2 separate regions of the Gossypium arboreum genome follow, and region 1 is linked to region 2. The links are chromatin contacts, called in public Hi-C maps. All regions are on one chromosome and are shown on one strand. The core of a region is the stretch at or near the end of the contact, and the rest is flanking DNA. Distances in the headings are between cores, read along the strand shown. Region 1 holds the start of LOC108470434 (protein ENHANCER OF LHP1 1). Region 2 holds the start of LOC108474187.

Region 1 (6,339 bases), core at 2,328-4,827, 170 kb after region 2:
TATGAAGTCACAAGCTAAAAGGATTCACATGTATGGTCATCAAGGTTCCCGTATCAACTTGGATATTACCTATGTTGCTCCACTTAGTTTTCCTTTAAGTACCTATGTCCAACACTCATATCCAACATGTATACAAGGATATTGCCCTCCAAAGATCATCCAAATACATTGAACATACATGTGTTGAGACATACCGATACTCAAATCCTAGTCCGAGTAACATAGGATATTAATATGTTGAAGCTAGGTGAACCATTGAGTCATGCATTAAGTCAAAAGTCATAGTAATATTAACATACCTGCTCATTAGAAGGAAGACAATCAGAAACATGGGTGACAATGGCTAACTCATTACTGATCCCTGCTGCAGTCACCACAGGCCCATTAAGTGAAAGAATATGTTTCTGCAATAAAAGATCAGTAAAGAAAAAGAAATGAGCATAGGCATAAATCCAAAAACCTTGGTTATTAAGATGAGTTACAAGCATAAGCAATGAAGCAGATATAGGTTGCCTCCAATCTGCTGTCATTTAACCTATATTCATCTCTTAGCTGGTTTCTAGCAATTGCAAACCAACACAAATTTTGCCACGAGGAATTGGCATATAGTTGGATATTAACGTGAAACGGTAAAAACCTATATTGTTCTTACTAAGCATGAGCATCAAACACAGATATCTGTTTAACACGTTCGAGTTCTACATAAATTTTCATGTATTTGGTGAGTCATTTGAGGATAATATTAAACACAACCTTTATTTTTGTTAAATCTAGATGACATTACTTGATTTTGGCCATCTTTGACATGCAAATAAAAAACTAATTATGCAATGATGATTCCCAAGAAATGACCATTCACAAGAACTATAACAAAGTGAAACATCTTGAACACTGCAATTGTATCATGAACAATAAAGTAAACAGTATTAAGTAATAAACCTGCAAACCACCATTGGTGAAGATTCGAAGAAAATTAAGACTTGTAACTGCAGCTACCCAAGTGGAACCAAGTGCGACTGCTTTTACTTCTTCACCTTCGAACCGCATGTACCACTGAGCTCACAATAACATGTACCCAAAAAAAAAAACCACCACTTTGTGAAATGTCACATCAAATGCACCAATGTTAACATTTACAAGACCAGCATGTGTATGTCCAGAACAATGCATAGACGTAAGGAATGAGTTTTTCTTTTTAAGGCAACAGCTCTAACCTCACTGTTATTTGCCCAACTGCGAAATGGTCGATACATAAGAGTACTCATGTTCTTCTCACCCTTGCGTGGATTTGCAAAAACACTACCATTTTCATTTAGTGATGCCATTGTGAAACCATAATGATCAGTCATTGGTGGAACTCGTGGACCCATGCTAGTATCATGAAAATCTATCTGTGCGTCAGACAAGCACTTAATATCAGCCCATAACGATGAAAAAACATGTTTTTATTTTTATGCTTGTAAACCCGATTTTTAGTAAAATAACAAAATTAATGCCTAATCACCCATCCTCAAACCAGTTACTGCACAAAAGAAAAAAAAATGGTCATTAGGAAGTAAAGGATTGAACGAAACATACAACATTAGTACCTCTATATGGGAATATTCATCATGTTTGATTGTAGTTATACTTCCAAGCATATTGTAGCACAAAAAATGCCTTTTTCCAGGATGCGGTGGTGTTGAACCAGGCTGAAAAGCCTCCTGCATTTTTGGTCTAAATGCCATCATGGCTTTTAACGCATCTTTGTCTTTATCTGAATTTTCCTTGTTAACACGAGGCACTTTTCTCTGAGGTTCAGTTTTCCGAACCAAGTTTAACTCATCATAAACATCTTCATGCTGATCATCATCAATTACAGACTGCTTCCGCAATCTTTTTCTGCTAGGAGGCTCAGACTCACCATGGCTATCCTCACCAAGATCACTTAAACTACCTGACATGCTGAGGTCCTGATCCTCCTCATCGAAAAACAGGAGGCCATTACTGTTCCGTGTCTGAGAATTCGGAATGTCTTCAGTAGGAGACTTCATTGAGGACGGAACAACTGATTCCCACACTCCATACTTTCCCATGACATCAATGACAGCCAGAGCATTTCCAATTGGCTTCCATGCCATACAACATATTCTCTCATCAAAATTCTGCCTATCAATATCCTGCTTCCTCTTGACATCCCAGATCAAAACTTGCTTATCCAAGCTAGAAGTGGCCATGTATCTCCCATTAGGTGACCACGACATGAAACATATTGGCTGCATGTGATCGCCTCTCAAAGTAAACAACTTTTCAGCCGTATCTCTATCATACATCACTATGTCATTTTTCATACCCGGGACTGCTAAAGTCTCCCCATCAGGACTCCAGCTAAGTACATTTAAAACAGAAGTATCCGAGCCAGTATCAGGAGCTACACCATTGAGGGTATATAATGTTCTTCCGGATTGAAGTTCCCAATATATGACAGTCCCAATTGAATCAATTGATGCCAAGTATTCACCATTAGGATCGAAAGCTAAACCTGTGACAGGCCCTCTATGCCCTTTAAGAACCCTAGCAATTGAGCCATCAATTGTATTAATAAGTTTAATGCCCTCATCATCACCAGCAGCTGCCAGCATACTCCCTGACTTATTAAAAGAAAGTGCACGAATAGGCAGCGTGAACCTGGTAATATTAGTCTCAAATTCCCCACCTAAAAAAAAGAACCATTAGACCTTGCTCTTCATGTTTTCATTAAACTGCAGCAAGAGAAGTAGAAACGGGAAAGAATAAAGAGCGTTACATTAAATTGCAGTATTTCAAGTTTCTCACATGTTATCAACGAAAATTTACAGATCAAATCGAATATTTCGTAATTCTAACAAATACCCAGATAAGAGAGAGAGAGAGAGAGAGAGAGAACCAAAAATATGCTGAACGTCACAAAATTAAACAAAAAAAAAAGACTACCTGGGAATTTATAGAGCTTAACAGAATGATCAATAGATCCGGAAGCAAGACAAGTAGAATTGGGACTAACTGCCAAGGCAGTGACCCCATCTCGGTGGTGGCGAAGAACCCGAGGCGGACTCGAATGAAGAAGCGGATCGTGAATAGAGATAGAGGGTTGCGATGATGACGCAGTGACCAAGTGGTGGGCTTGGAGATCCCACAAGATGGAGCAGAAAGAAGCATTGGAACTTACCTCATGGGCTTCCCTTAGCTTCACTGATTTGATTTTCATGGCGTAGGCTTTGGGGCGGCGCTGGAAATGGAGAGATATTTGGTGTGTGTTTTAAGTCTTTTGCCTTGCTTTAGGTGGGTGCTTTAGTTTACGGTGAACTCAAGTGGGTATGGTTTTTGGCGGGAAATGAGGCCATGAATTTTGGGTTTCGCGGGTAGGAAAGGAAACTTGGAGGGAAATAATTCAATTAAAAGGAAACGATTTGCTTTCCGTTCAGGCATCGGCCTGCCAGACTGTCGTATGGTTCCATGGCTCATGGACCTCACTTTGCATTGGATTCTAGCAAATATGACACCCTTGTCCCAACACGGAATCTTTCATCCCGTTGGCAATTGACTGTTTGTTAGTTGTTGTGGTTGATTTGATTATTTAATTCTATTAATAGTTTATTTAAAAGTATTTCATAAAACTTAATTAATAATTGAAAATTAATGTATAAAATTATAAATAAGAGCATCTGACATTTTATTATTAAATATTTATTTGTTTATAATATTTTAGTATTTATTAAGTGAAATTATTAAAATAAAATATTATTATTAAGGAATTAAAATATCTATTATGGAAATTAATTTGTGAATATTTTTACATTTACTTGAGACTTTAGAGGTGAAAGTGAAAATGAGAGAATGAATACTACTAATATTTTGGCACCCCTATTAGATTTGATAGCATGTGGCAAATTGAGTAATTTTTGAGCAAGCATAATTAGATATGTCATTTTACATATTGCATACCCAATCAGTTGTGAAAAAAGTTATCCATTCCAGCGTTTTTTATTTTGCAAGTTTTAGCTCAACAAGCTCTTATAATCATCTATTTACCAAACACTACAATTAAAGGGTTTAACTACTTAATCCTTCATTTGTACCTAAATCAACTAAAAAATGTCCAAAACTCTATTTACCAAACACCCTCTTTATCCTTAACTTGTGTCCTTTTCGAATCGAATCAAATTTATATTTACATAGAGAGAATTAAGTTTAATTTGATTCAAAAGTATTTGTTAACGAGTAACTGAAACTTGCTTAGAATAATTTATGTTATCTTTTTCTCTAAAAATTAAGAATTATGCTTTTTTTATTTTTTAACCTTTCATGAATTTACATATTTTCTGTTTTATTAAAATTTTAAAATAATTAATTTAACATACTTTTAATATTTACATTAACATAATAAATTTAATCTTTATGTAATATATATAAATACAAAAAAAGTAATGTAATATCACATTAGAGAATAGATTAGGTTCGGGCATTAAACGATGCTACCAAAATGTAGACTAATTTTTAGAGGCATAATGATAAATCTAATTCTTGAAGTTTACAATTTTTGTCAAGTTACCCCCTTTTCTTAAAGTTAAATATAGCACTCCACTTTTTACAAAGAGTTCAATTTGACCATCAACTTCTTAAAAAGAGTCAAATTGTTGTTGTTTAATGACAATAGTGACTAAACCATTAAAATTTTAAACCTGACAGCCTGCATATCAACCCATGTGCGTACTTCATGCTTTTTTATATTTTTATATTTTTAATTTATTTTTATTTTGAATTATTGTATAATTTTTAAATTATTTATTGACATGACATATAATATGTAACACTCCTAACTCGGTTCGATTGCTGAACCTGAGCTACAGGATGCCACAACAACTAATAGAACATATAACATTCATACGCTTAAAATTTAAAGATAATATGTAAACATTTCATTCAATCATGTTTCATAGCATTCATAGTTAAACCAAGTCTCAAATGGACTTACGAAAGCCCTTCAACCAACCCAAGAACGCGTAAGGACTTCATTGTAAACTTTAAAAAAAGTATGGAAATTTCAGTAAATAAGGGTCACACGGTTGTGTGACAAACTATGGCCGTGTGTGCTTGAGTTACACGGCTATGTCGCCAAGTTGTGTAACAAACTGAAGCCATGTAAGGTTGGAGTTACACGGCCATATATTCAGATCGTGTAACTCATTGGTGTCGTATGGATCTAAATGTAATAATTCAGCAAATGTTACACGACTATGTGGTTGGGTCCTATATTTGGCTGAGAACAATTTTTACCTAATTTACAATGAGTACACAGCCGTGTCACCTACCAGTGTGTGACACATGATCGTGTGTTAGTCCGTGTGAAATGCAAATTGACCTTTTTTATGCAATATGCCAACTAGCCAAAACAAATGAATTATAGTACATTCATAAACCAATCAAACTTGTCCCAGAACATGTATAATCCATGACAAAATATAGTTGAAAACACTTTCCTGAACACACAACCAATATGCCACATTTGGCACCAACATAACCATCAATATAAATCCACAAATCATACCAAAACACTTAACCATTTTATATCATAAGCTAGGTCACATGCACGTCATTATTTAAGTTTGCCATTTACATATGCAAATACCATTCAACATTTACTCAAGTTACCATATGCAGATGTTTACATATCTAAGCTCAACAATGCCAAAACACAAGCACATGCTTTACATTACAAGCATTTAACCTTCATATGTACATGCCACAAATAACCAAGCTTGAACATTCAAAAGTCTACCGAATCGCGAGATGATAGGTGTGAGCTTCTCACTGATCCAATCGACACATTTTGGATGTCCAAAATCTACAAAGAAAGTAGCAACATAGTTAAGTATTATAAATACTTAGTAAGATCCTACAATAGAAACAATTAGCTTATATAAATACATAGTAAGCTCCTACAATAGAAACAATTAGCTTACCCTATTTATTTAACAAATACAATTTAATATGCAACAATTTCATCTATCATTACATTCACAACAACATCAACCAAATGAGATTTGGATCATAACCACATATATAATTTGAAATAACCATATATCATGTAACAGTCAATTTGCATCTCGAATCCATATCATGATCATCTTTTGCCATCACCAATTTCATTGTTTCATATATTCCATCTTTTATTATTATTACCTGATGAAACATCGTAAAAGAACTCAATACACAAGTGAAAGTAATGTCAAATGCTCGTCTTGTAACACTCCTTACCCGAGACTGTTGCCAGAATCGAGCACGAGGCATTACTAAACTTATTCTATCCCTTAAATAGGT
Region 2 (5,593 bases), core at 1,049-3,548:
TTTCCGCAGCCACCAAATATGAAGAGTCGTTTACCAACAAGAGCTGCGCTATGACCCTCACGTGCCTCTGGCCCTTCACCTCTTACACTTGGACAAATCCATGTGCATGTTGCTGCAAGAAAAGCATGTAACGAGTTAATGTATTTCACTATTGATAAGAAGCCCTCTGATGGTTTTCAAGGACGCCTTGGGCAAAATAACAGCAAACCACTTAATTTTATTTCCATGAAATGACTGAAAGGCAAAGGATTGTGATAATTTAATAATTAAAGTAACAAAAAGAAAGGGAATTTTAACGTCCTGGAATCGCTTCAACAGCCATCTAGTAATTGCCCTTAAGTGCCTCCCTATTTCTCTCTAACACTCCGAATATATATAGGGCTTCATTTTTAAATATATAATAAAATAATCATTAATTCATAAAATTGGTTCTTTATAAACCCTGTAGGATAGAAATAAAGAGCTTCAGAGTACATGACTGAGAATACAGTTCCCTCAGAGTTATGAGTGTCAAAAAATTACATGAAGACCATCTCAACAAGTTTTGTAATTATCTCCAAAGAACATTACTTCCTATAACAAAATTACATGAAGACAATCTCAACGAGTTTTGTGACTATCTCCAAAGAACATTAATTCCTATAACAAACTTAAAAGGGAAAAATATGTTGATTCTGTCACTGGTTCTAAAGTAGTATCACCCAACCATTCCACTTAAGCAAAATGATATCTTTCATGGAATTTGAAAGGAAAATCAAGGCAAATGCGGATAATGGGTAATAAGAGGTGAACAAAAGGAAATCGAATGTGAGGAATAACTCACCAGTGTCTAATATATGCAGATCCTTGAGAGGATTCATCCCATCAGTACCACCAAAGACAAATAGATTGTCACCAACAGTAGTACAACTATGACTATCCCTTGGAATTGGAGGTGTGCCTTTTGTTGCTAGTAGGCTCCATGTCAGACTAGCTGCAAAATCGCAATATCATAAATATAAGAGCCATTAAAGAGCCTCCAAACAAACTCCCAGGATTATAAATGTTATGAAAAAAAACCCACGTACCAAAATATAGATACAGGCAACTGAATTAACTATTATGAAAAATCAAGAAATGACATGTTATGTGGGGCAAACTGTTCCACAAAAACACGATAACAACAACTAATCAAATTTTTTTTAAACCAAACAAAAAGGGAAGCAAGAAAAAGTTTATGCTGAACCAGAAACCCAACAAATGTGCCTATGTAAAAATCCACCTAACAACTTTTTGAGTAGCACATGCCTATAATCATTAATACCGGCAATAAATGCTAAACCAAGCACATATCAGAAGCATAAATGCTTATAAAAAATTGTACCACAATAAACCCATAAAAACCCTAAGAAATGAGCTTCAATAACATACCCACTAAAAGAATCAATTAGCAAAACACATAAAACACATTCAAAATCCAAATTATATCTCAAAATACCAAATAAAAGTCAAAATGTAAAACCTCAAAAGTTCATTTGGAGATGAAACAAGTGAGAAAAATAATTAAAAATGAGAAAAGAGAAAAGAAACCCAGATTTTAGAAGACCCACCAGTGTCAAAGACATGAACTTGATTGGTTTGGCAATTATCTTTGCCATAACCACCAAAAACATAGAGAAATCTGCCTCCTTTAATGGCGTTACATGTATGTCCCCATCTTTTCCCTGGCCCCGCACATGCTTCTCCCACACCTCCTTCTTCTTTTGGGTATAACTGAACCTTTTCCCACCTCATTTTTCCTGGGAAAAGATGAAAAATTTTCAGTGGGAAAGTGAAGGAAAGTTTCAATATTTGAAGACAAAACAAAGGTTTTCTAGTTTCTTTTTTCAAATATCTTTTTGGGGTTTGGGGATTTGAGACCGAGTGGATTAAGAGTTCATGCAAATAAATAAAATGAAATATAAAATTTTCAAATAAGTTTTGTTTAATGAAAATATTTGAAAGAGGGATTAAGAAATTTTAGAACTGTAGAGAGAGAGAATCTGGTGGGCTTTGCATAGGAACTTGAAATACAGCTTTTGGACACGTGTCATTTGATGTAGGTCCACATCTTGGTGGGCCTATGATAGGATGGGTATCGAGACACGTTGCAAAAGAATCAGCCGTTGGTTTGGACACCTCTGAATGGTTTATTATCTGCCTTTTGTGCCTGTTTGGGTTTCCAGCTCTCAATGGCCCGGATTTATTTTGGGGAAAAATATTAATGAAACAAAAATTAATACATAAAGTATATACTACTTTTTATTTGATTAGGAAGGAGGGAAGGTCGTGTTTTCACCAGTATGCTTTGACACTCTTCAATCACTTAATAATTTAAACTTCTTTTTGTACTAACACAACTACATTATGATACAATAAAAATATCTATAGTAAGGTTATAGATTTGAGTTTTGTGGACAGGGGCGTAGCCAGGAGCTGGCATGGCCACGGCCCCCTAAAATAAAAAATTTTATTTTTGATTATTGAAATTTTTTAAAAATTTTAAATTAATAAAAGTAAAATTGCTCTTTGACCTCCCTAAAATTATAAAAATTTAATTTAATATTTTACAAATTATAAAAATATAAACTATAAAAAATTAAAATTTTATCCGGCCCCTAAAAAAATTTTCTGGCTTCGCCCTTGTTTGTGGACAATGAAAAAATATTATGAAAATTTATCTTCTATTCAGAGTTTCAATCCATTTTGACTTTAGATTTAATCAAGATCCAATATACTTATTTAATATCGAAAGGTTTCAAACTAAAAAAAAAATATTGTTATAACAAAACAACCTTAAGTTTGCTAAGGTAACCTCTCGACAGCATAACAACTCACCTCTGCTCTAGCAATGATTGCCTCCACCAAAATTCTAGTGATGGAGAACTTCTGTAATTGTGTTGGAAGACATGAAATGTGAAATATGTTTGATTTATTTTGTTATGATGTGTTTCAACGAGCTAGACATAGAATTTAGTTTGGCTAGAGTCCTTACTGATCAATTTTAGGATATGTGTGATTACTCACTTATGAATCTATTTAACTTTTGATTGATCCAGGTAAAACTTGAGGAAAATCCGAAAATGAACTAATTTGGTCTACTTTAACAATTTTAGGTTTAAGAGTTTGGTTGCGTGCCGGGAAGAATCAATACCCCTACAACTTATATTCTAAAGATAACATTATTTAGTCTTGAAGTTAGGGTTTTCCTTAATCATATACTTTATACAAATTTGGCTCTATTTTTATAAACTAGAGTTTCGTATAAGTTGATTTTACTTTGAAAATAAAAAGTTGTGATCTAATTTTATCTAGGTAAACTTAATTTTTGAGTCAATTTCCAATTAATTCGAATTCTATTTTGAGTTTAAAAGTTGACAAAATGCAAGTTATAAAATTTTGATATGTTGAACTTCAAATTTAATTTTGAATTTTAATTTGTAAATTTATTTTACTTTTATTTTTTCTTTTATTTCAATTTTCTTTCACAATACCAAACATGAATCTTATACTTGAAGTCTTATTAATGAGACACTGGGTGTCAATTTATTAATAGTGTTGGGCACAACTATTTGCTTCAAATTTATTCGATGAGGCACTGGATACTAAACTGATGTGCTGGTTGGATTCGTGTATTTGTTCGAGTTTAAGTCATGTTAATAGGGAAATAAATGATAAAATTGAAATATATGACATTGAAAAGGCAAGTGATGAGAAATGAAAATGAAATGTGAAATGGAATATATGTTTGTGAACTAAGTTGGAAAATGGAAATAGAATGTTAGTATGAGTTGAATTATTAAATGTCATATGTAATGGGATTGTTATATCCTATTGCTAATAAGATGTGTTATATGTGAGATAGATTATGTGACTTGGCATAAAAGACATACTTATTGCATATTATCATTCATCCTTAAATTATGCATCTAAATGTACTTACATTATGAATTATTGTTTGGATTATAAAAATATCGTTGAGTTATACTTAACGTACGGTTTTGTTTTTCCGTGCACAGGTTAAGTACTTAACATTTCGATCAACGATTCAGCATCTAACGACAATCCTAGACTCAAGAGTTGGTGATGTGTTCATTTTTGTTTTGGCATATACCTATGATCATTTTGATTATAATGCTTTAGTTTGGAATATAAGTTGGTATTTTGGAGTTCATGTAAATAATGTATATGGTAGGTTTGAAAATGGTCATGTTGATTTTGTTTTGCTAAAGTAGTTTTGGTTAATTGCATAATGGCTTGATGATTGTGGGAATAATAAGCTAGGTGATAGTTTTGGTTGTGCATGATTATAGAGTGATAAATGGTATGCATATGCTTACTTTGAATGATTTTGCTAATGCTTAGCTCCTGAGTTATATGATTGATAGGGAGCTAAATGTGAATTTATTTGAATGGTTGAATGAATGCATGTTTGGTTGTTGTTTGAGGAATGGTTGAATGAATGCATGTTTGATTGTTTTTTAAGGTGTCATTAAGAGCATATTGATATTATATGAATGTGATAAACTTTGGTATAAATAGTGTTGATAATGCTATAATAATTATTTCCAAAGGGTACCATTCGAGTTCTAGGTGCTTTAGGCATGAAATAGACATTTTAAAGGGATTTTTATCATTTCTAAACTTTAGTATCGATATTTTAGCATTTGGTATCTATACCTGACCATATGAACAGTTTTAAAACAAACAGAATGCCAAAATGGTATAGATGTTTATATGAGTATCGATAAATTTTCATAAAAATATCGATACCAGAAAATAAATATCGATAACATCGTTTTACAAAACAAACAATATCATGATTTAGCATGGATCTTAAACAATGTATCGATACGACATCAATACTAAGCTATTAAATATCGATACCAACACTAAATTTTAAAAATTTACATATTCAATCCTAATTCATGCATGAACTTCACAAATAGGTTCATATAGATTTTAAACTATTATTATATTTGATTACAAGTAATATGATTAAAGATTTATTTAGATTTTGATTATTAAATTGCATATAATTGATTTGTATTTGCTTGTACATCCTATTACTCGGGTTTGACGACCAAACCGAGTAAAGGGTGTTACAATCTAATCATCGTCACTATTGCACCACTCTCATCACTTACTTTTGCCTATCATTGTGCTACAACCACCTACCCATCATTCTCCCTTCTAATCACCGCCAATTACCATTGCCACAATCCCTCTCAGATACCACATTCTCCATAAAACATAACAAATAAAAAAATAGGGAGGCTTTGGAGGATCTCTATCTCGAATCCAACCTTTCATCTTCATTCACTTGCCATCGCCAAGTGCCATCTTTATCACTATTTCCCCCCTCTCTACTGAATGAATATCACATTTCTTTCACCAACTACACCTTCACAACTCCCTCTATCTTATTTTCACAATCATTAAACCTCGTCATTTCCACAAACTAACCTTACTCCTAGATCCACCAAGTTACACCTTCACAAAACCAAGTATTGCCTCTACTTTTGTCCAAGATACCATCACCATCAACCCATTACCTAACCACCACCTTTTTTTT

The links. A called contact is a pair of places that touch in the nucleus more often than the background predicts.
Region 1: a Hi-C map of leaf shows a contact between it and region 2, with 2.1 times the contacts expected there. The contact joins the promoter of LOC108470434 here to the promoter of LOC108474187 in region 2. A contact is called at or near these places in 2 of 5 Hi-C or Micro-C datasets (both in leaf).

Annotation. Positions count from the first base shown.
Region 1 is chr1:20,178,509-20,184,847 of ASM2569848v2, forward strand. It overlaps LOC108470434 (protein ENHANCER OF LHP1 1), which reads right to left and starts at 3,578. Exons shown (of 12, transcript XM_017771742.2): 1 at 2,953-3,578; 2 at 1,590-2,695; 3 at 1,215-1,391; 4 at 940-1,053; 5 at 300-404. The coding sequence starts at 3,226.
Region 2 is chr1:20,007,754-20,013,346 of ASM2569848v2, forward strand. It overlaps LOC108474187, which reads right to left and starts at 2,299. Exons shown (of 11, transcript XM_017776114.2): 1 at 1,590-2,299; 2 at 824-973; 3 at 1-112. The coding sequence starts at 1,773.